2 separate regions of the Solanum lycopersicum genome follow, and region 2 is linked to region 1. Evidence: chromatin contacts called from public HiChIP or PLAC-seq data. All regions are on one chromosome and are shown on one strand. The core of a region is the stretch at or near the end of the contact, and the rest is flanking DNA. Distances in the headings are between cores, read along the strand shown.

Region 1 (5,015 bases), core at 1,336-3,835:
CCTCAAAGATCGAGCTTCACCCGAAACCTTTTTTTTTCTACCAAAAAATCTTCTAAACGATCCTTAACTATCAAAATGAAAAAAAAACCATAAAAAGAGGTCAAATGATAAAGGTTAGGAACCAAAGGTAAACAATCCAAAAATCTTTTAAAAAATTGAAAGGGTAAAATCATACTTTTATTTGCAAAACATGTTCTATATATAACTGAAGAGGATTTCGTGATTGAAAAGCCCATTAAAAACAAGTAATTAGAAACAAGTTCCAATTCAAAAAGCTATAAATCTTCCAACTTTAGGTGAAAAACCTCAAAAACCATATTAAAATCATGATTTAAAGAAGTTTTAGTACGATAAAATTTGGAGGAAACGATAAGGAATTGATAAGTGAAGCTTATCCACTCTAGTTTACTCAACAAAAGCTCCCAAGATTTGCTTCCCCTAAGTTCCGTTTGAGTGAAAAATGATGGAATAAGAAAAAGGGGGAAGGATCCTAAAATTAGATCATGTCTGTTCATCACGAGCCACTAACTCTCGCAATCGCTAAGGACACTGAGGCTACACATCGCAAATGGTCTAAAATACCTGCACCAGAAACTAGAGAACCAACCGGTCAATTCAAGAAAAAGGATTCAAATTGGACCCTCGAAATTGTTTGGATTCCGATAAAAAATAGTTGGACATGTAGGGTGTGTTTGGTATGAAGGAAAATGTTTTCCTAGAAAATGTTTTCTTGGAAAACAAATAGATTTTGGACTTATTTTCTCATGTTTGGTTGGTGGTGAGTAGAAAATATTTTTCGGAAATGATTTTGTGTTTGATTTATGAATGAAAAATATTTTTGAGGAATATCTTTTATTTTTACTAGAATAAAAAATAATTTATGAAATTGAAAATATTTTTTAAAAATAATTTTTTTGGGTGGTGATGATATGGGCAGAGGAGGGGGTAGGAGTGAAAAATAAAAATTTGTAGTTGATAGTATTTTAAAAAATAAAATTAATTTTTTGGGGGTTGGGGGTGGGGGTAAGGGGGCTGATTGGGGTGGGTAGGGGGCTGGCCGGGGGTGGGGGGAGGTAGGAGCTTAAAAATAAAAATTTGGAGTTGAAAATATTTTTAAAAAGCAAAATTAATTTTTTGGGGAGGGGGTGGTGTTGGGGCAGGGGGGACGGGGGGGGGGGGCAGGGGGGAGGGTGGTCAGATATCGGGTGAAAAAATAAAATTTTGAAATTGAAAATATTTTTAAAAAAATTAATGTTTGTTTTCCCAAAAAAAATGTAATTTGAAATTGGAGGAGAATTTGGAAAATGTTTTCCATAATTTTTGAAGGGAAGTCGTTTTCCTTAATTTTGAGGAAAATGAGTTGATTTGGAAAACATTTTTCAAAACTTTTGTCCCAACCAAACATGAGAAAATTGGAAAACATTTTCCAGAAAATGTTTTTCTTCATACCAAACACACTCGTAATCCCACTAAATTCGACAATTCAGACATAATGAAATTGTTAGATTTTTGCAAAAAGATCAATTGATAGAAATAATCCTCCCGAACCTCTCTTTAGGCTAAAAGCTCAACATCCTGCCTATAACACCCAAAACTCAACTTAAGGCCTTGAAACTTTGTCCACCACCCTACTAGCTTTAACAAAATGTTCCATATGCAATGAAACTAACGAAAATATCCTTCGATGCTTGAATCTCAAAATGTTGATCAAGGTCAACTATATCAATATAATTCAATTAAAAGGCTCAAAAACACTAAAATATCACCCGATCGCTTTAGGACCCATACTAACTGTTCCCGCAACACAAGTTAAGTATGAAAACACCAAGAGGAAGGGAAAATTGTTCATTTCACAAATAAAAGTAATTTCACAAGAAATAAGACATTATACCTAAAAATCTCCTTGCTTGTACTTATCCTTATTGATATTTTTATTTTTTAATAAAAGTCCGCTAGACTATCCGTCTAGGGGTAATACTTTAAAAAATTAAAATTAAAAAAGTGTAGTGAAGCCCCTTTGTTAAGTCTCGAGTATGTATTTCTTTGTGAGAGAAGTATTGAAAACATAAATTATTAATTTCATTCTAAAATATTGATAGTCTTAAAAGTACTCCTCTATTGACTATCTAAACTTAGATGCACCCCGATCTGTCATATGACATGACAAGTGATCTCAGTTTTTTGTAGCATCATGAGGCTCTTAATAAAAAAAATTGAGAAAAGTGCTGAAAACATATCTAAACTTGGCGAGAATTGAAGAGTGTATTTGGCTCATATTACAAGATCAATGATGTATTTAAATTTAGTTAATCAAATAAAAAGACGTTTTAAAAATTTCAATAATTTAAAATAAAATAAATAATTCACGCCGAATTTATAGATATGTTTGATACTTTTTTTTTCTTTTTAGAAACGGGTGATCTGTCCCATTTAGTTTTGTACTTAGCACTTTGATATTAATAAAAATTATTTTTTCTAATTATTTATTATCAATATGAAAATGACGTGAAGAGAGAAGTATGAGTATGAACTCAATGTGTAGAAGGAGGAGGCAAAATGAGTTGTTAAATTTCGTGGAAGTTTCAAAGAAAACATTGAAGGTAAACCAACATCTATACGTCAACTCTTCCTATATCATCATAACACTAAAGATAAATTACCTACTCATAATAATTACTATATACACCATATGAAATTACCACATATTTTACTCATACATTTATTACTATATAATTTTTATTTTTATGAAAACAGGTAAAAAAAAAAAAAGCATCTAAGAATATATATTGATAATGATTTAAATTTGTTCTTCATTTTATTTAGGAAAAATGAAAGAAATCCCATATTTTAAATTCTCCTATTACCATTATTTCTTATTAGTTTTACAAATCTCCAAAATTCCTTATTTTTGCGCATCAGATTAATGTATCAGCGCATCATATTAATGTATCTCATGTATTAGATTAAGGTATCACTTCATCAGAATAGTGTATCATGTATAAAATGTACATCAAATTAGTTTATCCTATATAAAATGTAATTTATCTTACTTAATGATTAATGTATCTCGAATATCAGATTAATGTATCAGCAATTATAAAATTGTATCAGTTTGAATGATTTCTCTAATTATAAACTTATAAGGAATAAATGGTGATTTTACCTTAAAAATAAGTGATTTCAATCCTTATCCTTTATTTATTGGACTTCAACAATCATTAACATTTATTTTCTAGTTAAAAACACTATTACTTTTACCCTTCGTTCAATCTTATTTGTCCTCCAACCGCCCACGTGTGTGTCTGAGTCAGTGCTGGCAGTCGCCTTCATTGAGTTAGGTGTATTACTATCGGCCCTACCAGGTAACATCTACCTACACAAGCTCGATCAGGAGATAGGGAGGATCCGACAGAAGTACGAAATTCCGACTAATTTGGATGAGTTGAGTCTAACATTAATGTGGACCAATGAATCATTACTATTTATTTAATTAAAATTCAGATATATCATCTCATAATTTTGTTAAAATAAGGGGCGTATATTTATTTTACTTTTTGTTATCGTAAAAGACTATTGGAGTGAATAGAACATGGAGGGAGAGACATTTTGAACACAAAAATTAATGTTAAGGGCAATAGTAGTCAAATAAGTAGAAAAAACAAAAATTCAAACCCTATATCGAAGATGTTGTTTCATCCTTTTCAAAAATACATCTTAAATTTATCATGTATTTCAATTTGTTGTATAAAGTATTTTGTCTTATTATTATTCGTTTCATTTTATTTTTATCCTTTTATTAAAAAAAGGATTTCATTTTACTTATTCAATATTTTAATTCTCTCTTTTTTTCCCTAGACTTTTAGTTTTAAATAACTACATAAAATGGTAATAGCCAGATTAGAGCTCCAAAACATTATAATAAAGTTAATTTAATAAAGTACTCACTTAGTGAAAATTTTGTTAAGAAATGTACTATATCAACATCAGCCAAGTGATATAAATTGGAAGAAATATATAAAAGTCATTAACCTTATCATGGTTTATTATTGATTAAAAAAATAATTCTAAAAGGACTTCACCGTTTGACTCATCAAAGTTAAACCAAACTCTATGATTTTTTGTACTCTTGAAAAGAAAATATACAAGGAGAAACAAATAATTTTCATAATAGATGGGGTAAATTTTTAGCCCTTGTAAAACTAATGTTGATCTCGATGGATGAAGTCATGATAGAAAAAAAGAGAGGAGATCGAATGAGTTTAGTCTAAATTTGAATCTTAATAAATTTCAAAGTCAAAGAGTTTCTCTTCAATAATAATAAAATATTTATAAATGACATCTAATTTAATATGAAGAAGCAATATTTTTAGACGTGAACTCTCTACTATATCCGATGCACAAAACATGATAATGACGAAATTATCAACTATCAATCTCAAAAATTTGTGACGATTTTGTGACCACGTGATCATACTAACTCAAGTGTAATCTAAAATAGACATTTTAAGAATCTAGACTAACATTTTTGTAATATTATATAAGAGATTTTGTTCTATAAATAACTTCTTGCGCGGAAGTGTGGACTTTCACTTTTTGTTTTTTCTAGTCTTCTATTTTCAAAATTTGATATTAATGAATTATTTTACTTTAATCCGTATGATTACGTACTTTGGTTGTTGGTATCGCCAGATTCTAGGCAGCAAAAAAAAGTGATCGGATTTAATTTATTTGCCTTTAATTCTATTTTAATAAACTTAAATTACTTGGTATTTATAGGATGCTCATTTTTAAATTTTGCAGTCCTTTCAAAAAATAATGATCAATATAAATAGTTAATCACCATACCATATTAATTGATATATATTCATAGATCTTATAAAATAAGTAGTTAATAGTGTATATAAAAATAATAAATGAAAGCAAAGGCACACCTAGAAGAGGGTAAGGTGTTTTACCCAAACCCATCATAATAAAAAAATTACATCATATATAAAGTATTTTTAATGCACAAATAT
Region 2 (5,015 bases), core at 765-3,264, 140 kb after region 1:
TCTAATATTGAATTGTAGTCCATTTGAAGAGGTCAGAGTTAAGTTCTTAGCTTGAAATTTAGCAAGTATGAAAAAATTTGGCATACCAATATATATCAAGATTTGGAGTTTGGTTGAAAATATGAGTGAGTTTTAGCGTCTATGATAGACATATAATAATTTGAATGTCTACAAAAAATTGCTTACTTATGAATATTGCAAAATTGGTAGATTGGGAACGTTCTGAAACCTTGCAAAAAGGAAAGGAAAAATCTTAAAAGATTCGTGGCACAAGTTCGGCATCTAAGGTATGTTAAGACTTTTTAGACTTGTTGAAGGACATTTTCCTAATTAAAGATTAAAAAATGAAAATAAACAAGGGGTAAGGGGCAAAGATGGTGGTCTCGTATCAATGGTGTGACGGACATTGGTACGAGTACCGGTGTTATAAAAAGGAAAAGTACTATTATAAAATGTGGAGTGAAATTTGAGAATGCCAAAGCATATGGGCATTAGCTGATATGTTATTGACTTGAATTCCTTGTGTGATTGTGTTTTATTTATTTCACCCGTATAGTTGAGATAATTGAGGTGGTTATGTATTATATTCATATTGATTGATTGAGATGCATCATCATTCCCTCTATTGAAACAATATTGTGCACATGCATAGAGATGAGACTGAGTATAAGTTGGGCACGTGGAGATCGTCCGTGCTGGGGATGGTGAGATTTTAAGATTGTAATTTGGGCACGTGGAGACTATCCGTGCGAAAATTGTTTAATATTATGATAGTGCGTTGAGATCGTCCGCACAGACATGTGGAGATCGTCCGTGTCGGTATATGGACCTCGCGAGTCCCCCATGGGTCATGAACTCTCGATGTATTTCCGAGGAGTATCATGTATATACGGTTGAGTGAGTACTGGGTATTCTGAGACATATCATTGCATGACATCATATTGCATTGCATTTCATCCCATCATTCATTCTTGATGACCATATGTTTCGTTTGGTGTTTGGAAAATATTAAATGTTGATTTCCTTTATTGATGAAACTTAAATAGTAAGTGTAATATATATATATATATATATATATACTTGTACAATCTAAGAATTTATTTTCTTATATAACTCCCGTCACTACTTCTTCGGGGGTCGGTCAATGAGACATACTGAGTACACGTGGTTTCGTACTCATACTACACTTGTTGCACTCTTTGTGGTGCAGATTCGATTCCAAGTAGGAGCATATCTCGAGGAGCAGTTTGAGTCCGAATTTGTAGTGTCTTGGAGTTGTGGTGAGCTGCTTTGCTGTTCCGTGGCCCACACCTCCCTCTATCTTTTACTTATTCTGTTATTCAGTATTCAGACAGAATATCCCTTATGTTAGATTTGCCTTTTTAGTTTCAGACTTGCATCGTATTTTAGAAGCTCTTGTACTCATGACACCATTTCTTGGGTAGTATTTTTTTTTCAGTTTTCCGCATTGGTACTTATAAGAACTCAGTGTTGGAGATTTGGAAATTGTTGTCTTTTCACATCTTGTTAGTTATGTTTGTTAAAATATGTTGGTTGGCTTACCTATTGTTTGGGAATATAGGTGCCATCACGACTCGTGATTTTGGGTCGTGACAATATTTCAAAAAACTATTATAATTCATATATATTGCATACATAATTCATCTTTATTTCATATTGCAGATTTTACATAATTACTATAAATGATAATAAATAAAAAATATCGCTAAAATTATTAATTATTTATTAAAATGTATCAATTTATGTAGTTTTTCAAAAAAAAAAAAAGAAAGAAAGAATGTATCATATGAATTAAAATAGATTAAGTAACAGTACTATACGTTGAAAAGAGTTTGCATCAACAAATTTAAAGTTGAAAACTTTGGAATAACCAATAAATTACAAAGGTTCGAATGTAAATAAAAAGAAGAAAAAGGGGGTTTGTGTAAAGGCAGCAAGAAGACAAATAAAGATTTGATAGTATCCAACGTACGACATATAGTTATTTCAAATAATATAATAATAAGAGCAAGTGGGAAAATATCCACTCACGGAAACTATCAGACAACTTGTCTACTCTCTCTCTTCCTAAGTACAACTAAAATTATGCTCAAGTTATTTTCAAACAAAGAATATCTTTTTAACTTTTAAATTAGTTCGCTTCAAATGTTTTACTTGTTTATCTAGAGTTTATTGAGAATAATTTTTTTTATTTATAATAGGAGTTAAGATAAAATGATAATTAACCTTTTATTCTTAATTAAATGTCATTAATTTAAATGTTTTTGAATACAAAATCATCTTTATTAAGGATTAGTTTTACCTTAATGTGAAACTTTTCGATCCAAATTTATATTAGAATTCAATATAATTATTTGATATTGAATGAAAATATGTCTACATTTTACTCAGGGAATTATATATATATTGAGCATATTATTATTAGTCATCGAGATCAAATTTTTTTAAAAAAAAAAGAAAATTAATGAGTTAGCTGAATTCTGCCCAAATTGATAATCTAAATAGAATCATATTTATTTTTTGTATTTAAAGGATCTGTTATTTGAACATTCTTAATTTACCTTACTAGAGTAAAGATAAGAAAATTTCGATATAATGTAATTTGCCGATCAAACACTATGGTATTAAACTAATAAGGACATAATTCAACATAATCCTTTACAATTTAAATTATAAAAAATAAAATATAAATGTTAATATTCATGCAATATTTAGGTAAAAAAATGATATCTAAATCTAATTCTAACTCAAATATTAATTTATATGAAAAAGAAAGATAACTCAAATCCATAGTATAAGTAAACTACGCGTTGATTCTCTAATCAATTTGAACTTTAATCGACTCTATAATTAATAATGTATTGTTTTAAAAAGTTAAAAAACTTTTAATTTTATAATCTTAATTCATTTTTTCTATATAATAAAAAAAGTTTCAGAGGAAGGGTTTGCATTTGGTGGGAAAAGGCTGACACATACGTTGACTCTGTGTCGGTTAAGAGTTTATGCACTTTGAGAAGTTGAGATATTAATTTATATTCACATTTCAACAACTCTCTCAACACCTCCTACCCACTCTCCCTTTCACCACAAGAAAATATCATAATTTTCTTCCAATAAAAAACAAGAAAAGTGTTAGAATTCAATATTTAAATTTTTTACAAAATTAAGAATTTGACATATTTTTACATATTCAGTGCCAGAGACGTATTCAGATGTAAAAGTGAGTCTGCTTCTTTTTTTTTTTTTTAAAACAACTGTGAACATTACCATTGATAATAAAACGAGAATTACAGCTTTGAACACCTAACAACAAAACATTCCTAATCTATTCACCTCTCCTCACAGCTGGTTACCAGTTAAAGTTTAAATAGAACTCCTATATTTATACAGTTATTTTAATTTTCAAAATCTACAGATCGTGTTACTACAAACACTTTAAGTTTGCTTGTATTTGCACTTTAAAGATGTCTGTACTATTGGACTACATTATATTGTTGTGTCAAAGATGATCAGAATATACTTTATTTATTTTACTTATATATATACGATATAATTTTTTCGACGAACGATATTCAATCCAATGTAGTGAATATAAACTACATTTGTTCTAGATAGTAAAATTATAGTTTGAACCTAGTGGACGTTGTAATTTGTGAGTTAGAAACTGGATTCATTATTACTTTTGATTTCATAACAGTTTTAACATATTCAAAGACATTGGATCCATCATTGTGTAGGCCTAAAAATTATTGATTGCTTGATTTATAATAAGGTTGGATGACATAAATATACACATATATACCATGTCTAGATGTGTTTTATAAATACATTATCAATATAATATGTTAAGTGATTGGAACAGCGAATAGACAATCTAACAAGATCAACCAATCAAGGACACCTCAAATCAATGAAGAAATACACTAAAATTGGAAAAGAAAAAGGCCCATATATTTATTAGCAAGAGCTGTCTGTTGTTAAGGGCAATGAATGAAGAACCACACTAGTGCTTTGTGGTAGTTACACTGACACATGTTAGGCCAAGCCATCAATTTTATATTATTTTTTTTTCATTTCAATCTTTCTTATATTTGCTTCCTATAAGTCCTTAACTTAGGTTTCTTTAGCACATGAGTCCAACGTAATATAATATCAAGAGGTGATGAATGACTAGGAGAGTTTACCTGATAAGAATTCAAATTAGTTTGTCGATAATTTTTGTAGGATGATTAAGTCAAAAAACCATAAATTATTGTCGGACAATTAAGTCTCAATAAGAAGTTTTGGGTTTAAGCCGTATAATAAGATAATTTTTTAATTTAAAAAGAAAAAAAACTGCATAATTAGACATACTCTATTAGCATTTATTATTATTATTATTATTATTATTATTATTATTATTATAATAATAATTATTATTATCTATACTTTAAAAATATTACGTATTTTAATCATTAATTGAAAGTTTTATATCATATATTCTGAAAAATACATTTATATACACTAAGTTTGAGAGAGAGGTGAGTGAGATTTTTTATGTATCCTAAATACATAAATGAGTGGTGAACAAAATGAAGGGAGGCGAACTGAATTTGTTATGTATTCAGATACATTCGAATTCACTTGGATACAATATATCTAGAACAAATTATATCTAATTTTAATTGTAAATATCTAAAAGCATCAAAATCTGATAACATACATGATATCATTATAAACTAAAATGTATACAAGTAATCATTTCCGGAACTATTGAAATTTAGGTAAGTTTGTCTTGAAAAAATTTGCCTTTTCAATGGGCTCCCTCTATACAACATAATTTCGAATTAATGGTGTAAATAAATGTTATATATATATGGAATGCACAAAACAAAAAGCTAGAGAAAAAAATAGCCCCCACCTTTATGTTTGAATTAATATAGTACTCCCTTTAATTTTCCTAGGTGAAGAGTGTCGGAAATAAATATAAATTTTTATTTATTTTAGTGTATATA

The links. HiChIP or PLAC-seq counts read pairs in DNA pulled down with a chosen protein or histone mark.
Region 2: an RNA polymerase II HiChIP or PLAC-seq map of leaf shows a contact between it and region 1, with 2.7 times the contacts expected there. The contact joins two enhancer-like sites. A contact is called at or near these places in 1 of 8 Hi-C or Micro-C datasets (leaf mesophyll) and 1 of 1 datasets of contacts at active chromatin or transcription factors (leaf).

The regions. Positions count from the first base shown.
Region 1 is chr10:10,434,601-10,439,615 of SLM_r2.1, forward strand. No RefSeq gene overlaps it. Among protein-coding and RNA genes, the nearest start is that of LOC101267454, 5.0 kb to the right of the region's middle. Within about 2 kb of position 2,586, at least 2 of the 2 cell types and tissues checked have open chromatin away from gene starts, as enhancers often do. A contact at or near this core is called in leaf, where this site is marked.
Region 2 is chr10:10,578,642-10,583,656 of SLM_r2.1, forward strand. No RefSeq gene overlaps it. Among protein-coding and RNA genes, the nearest start is that of LOC138338701, 4.2 kb to the left of the region's middle. Within about 2 kb of position 2,015, at least 2 of the 2 cell types and tissues checked have open chromatin away from gene starts, as enhancers often do. A contact at or near this core is called in leaf, where this site is marked.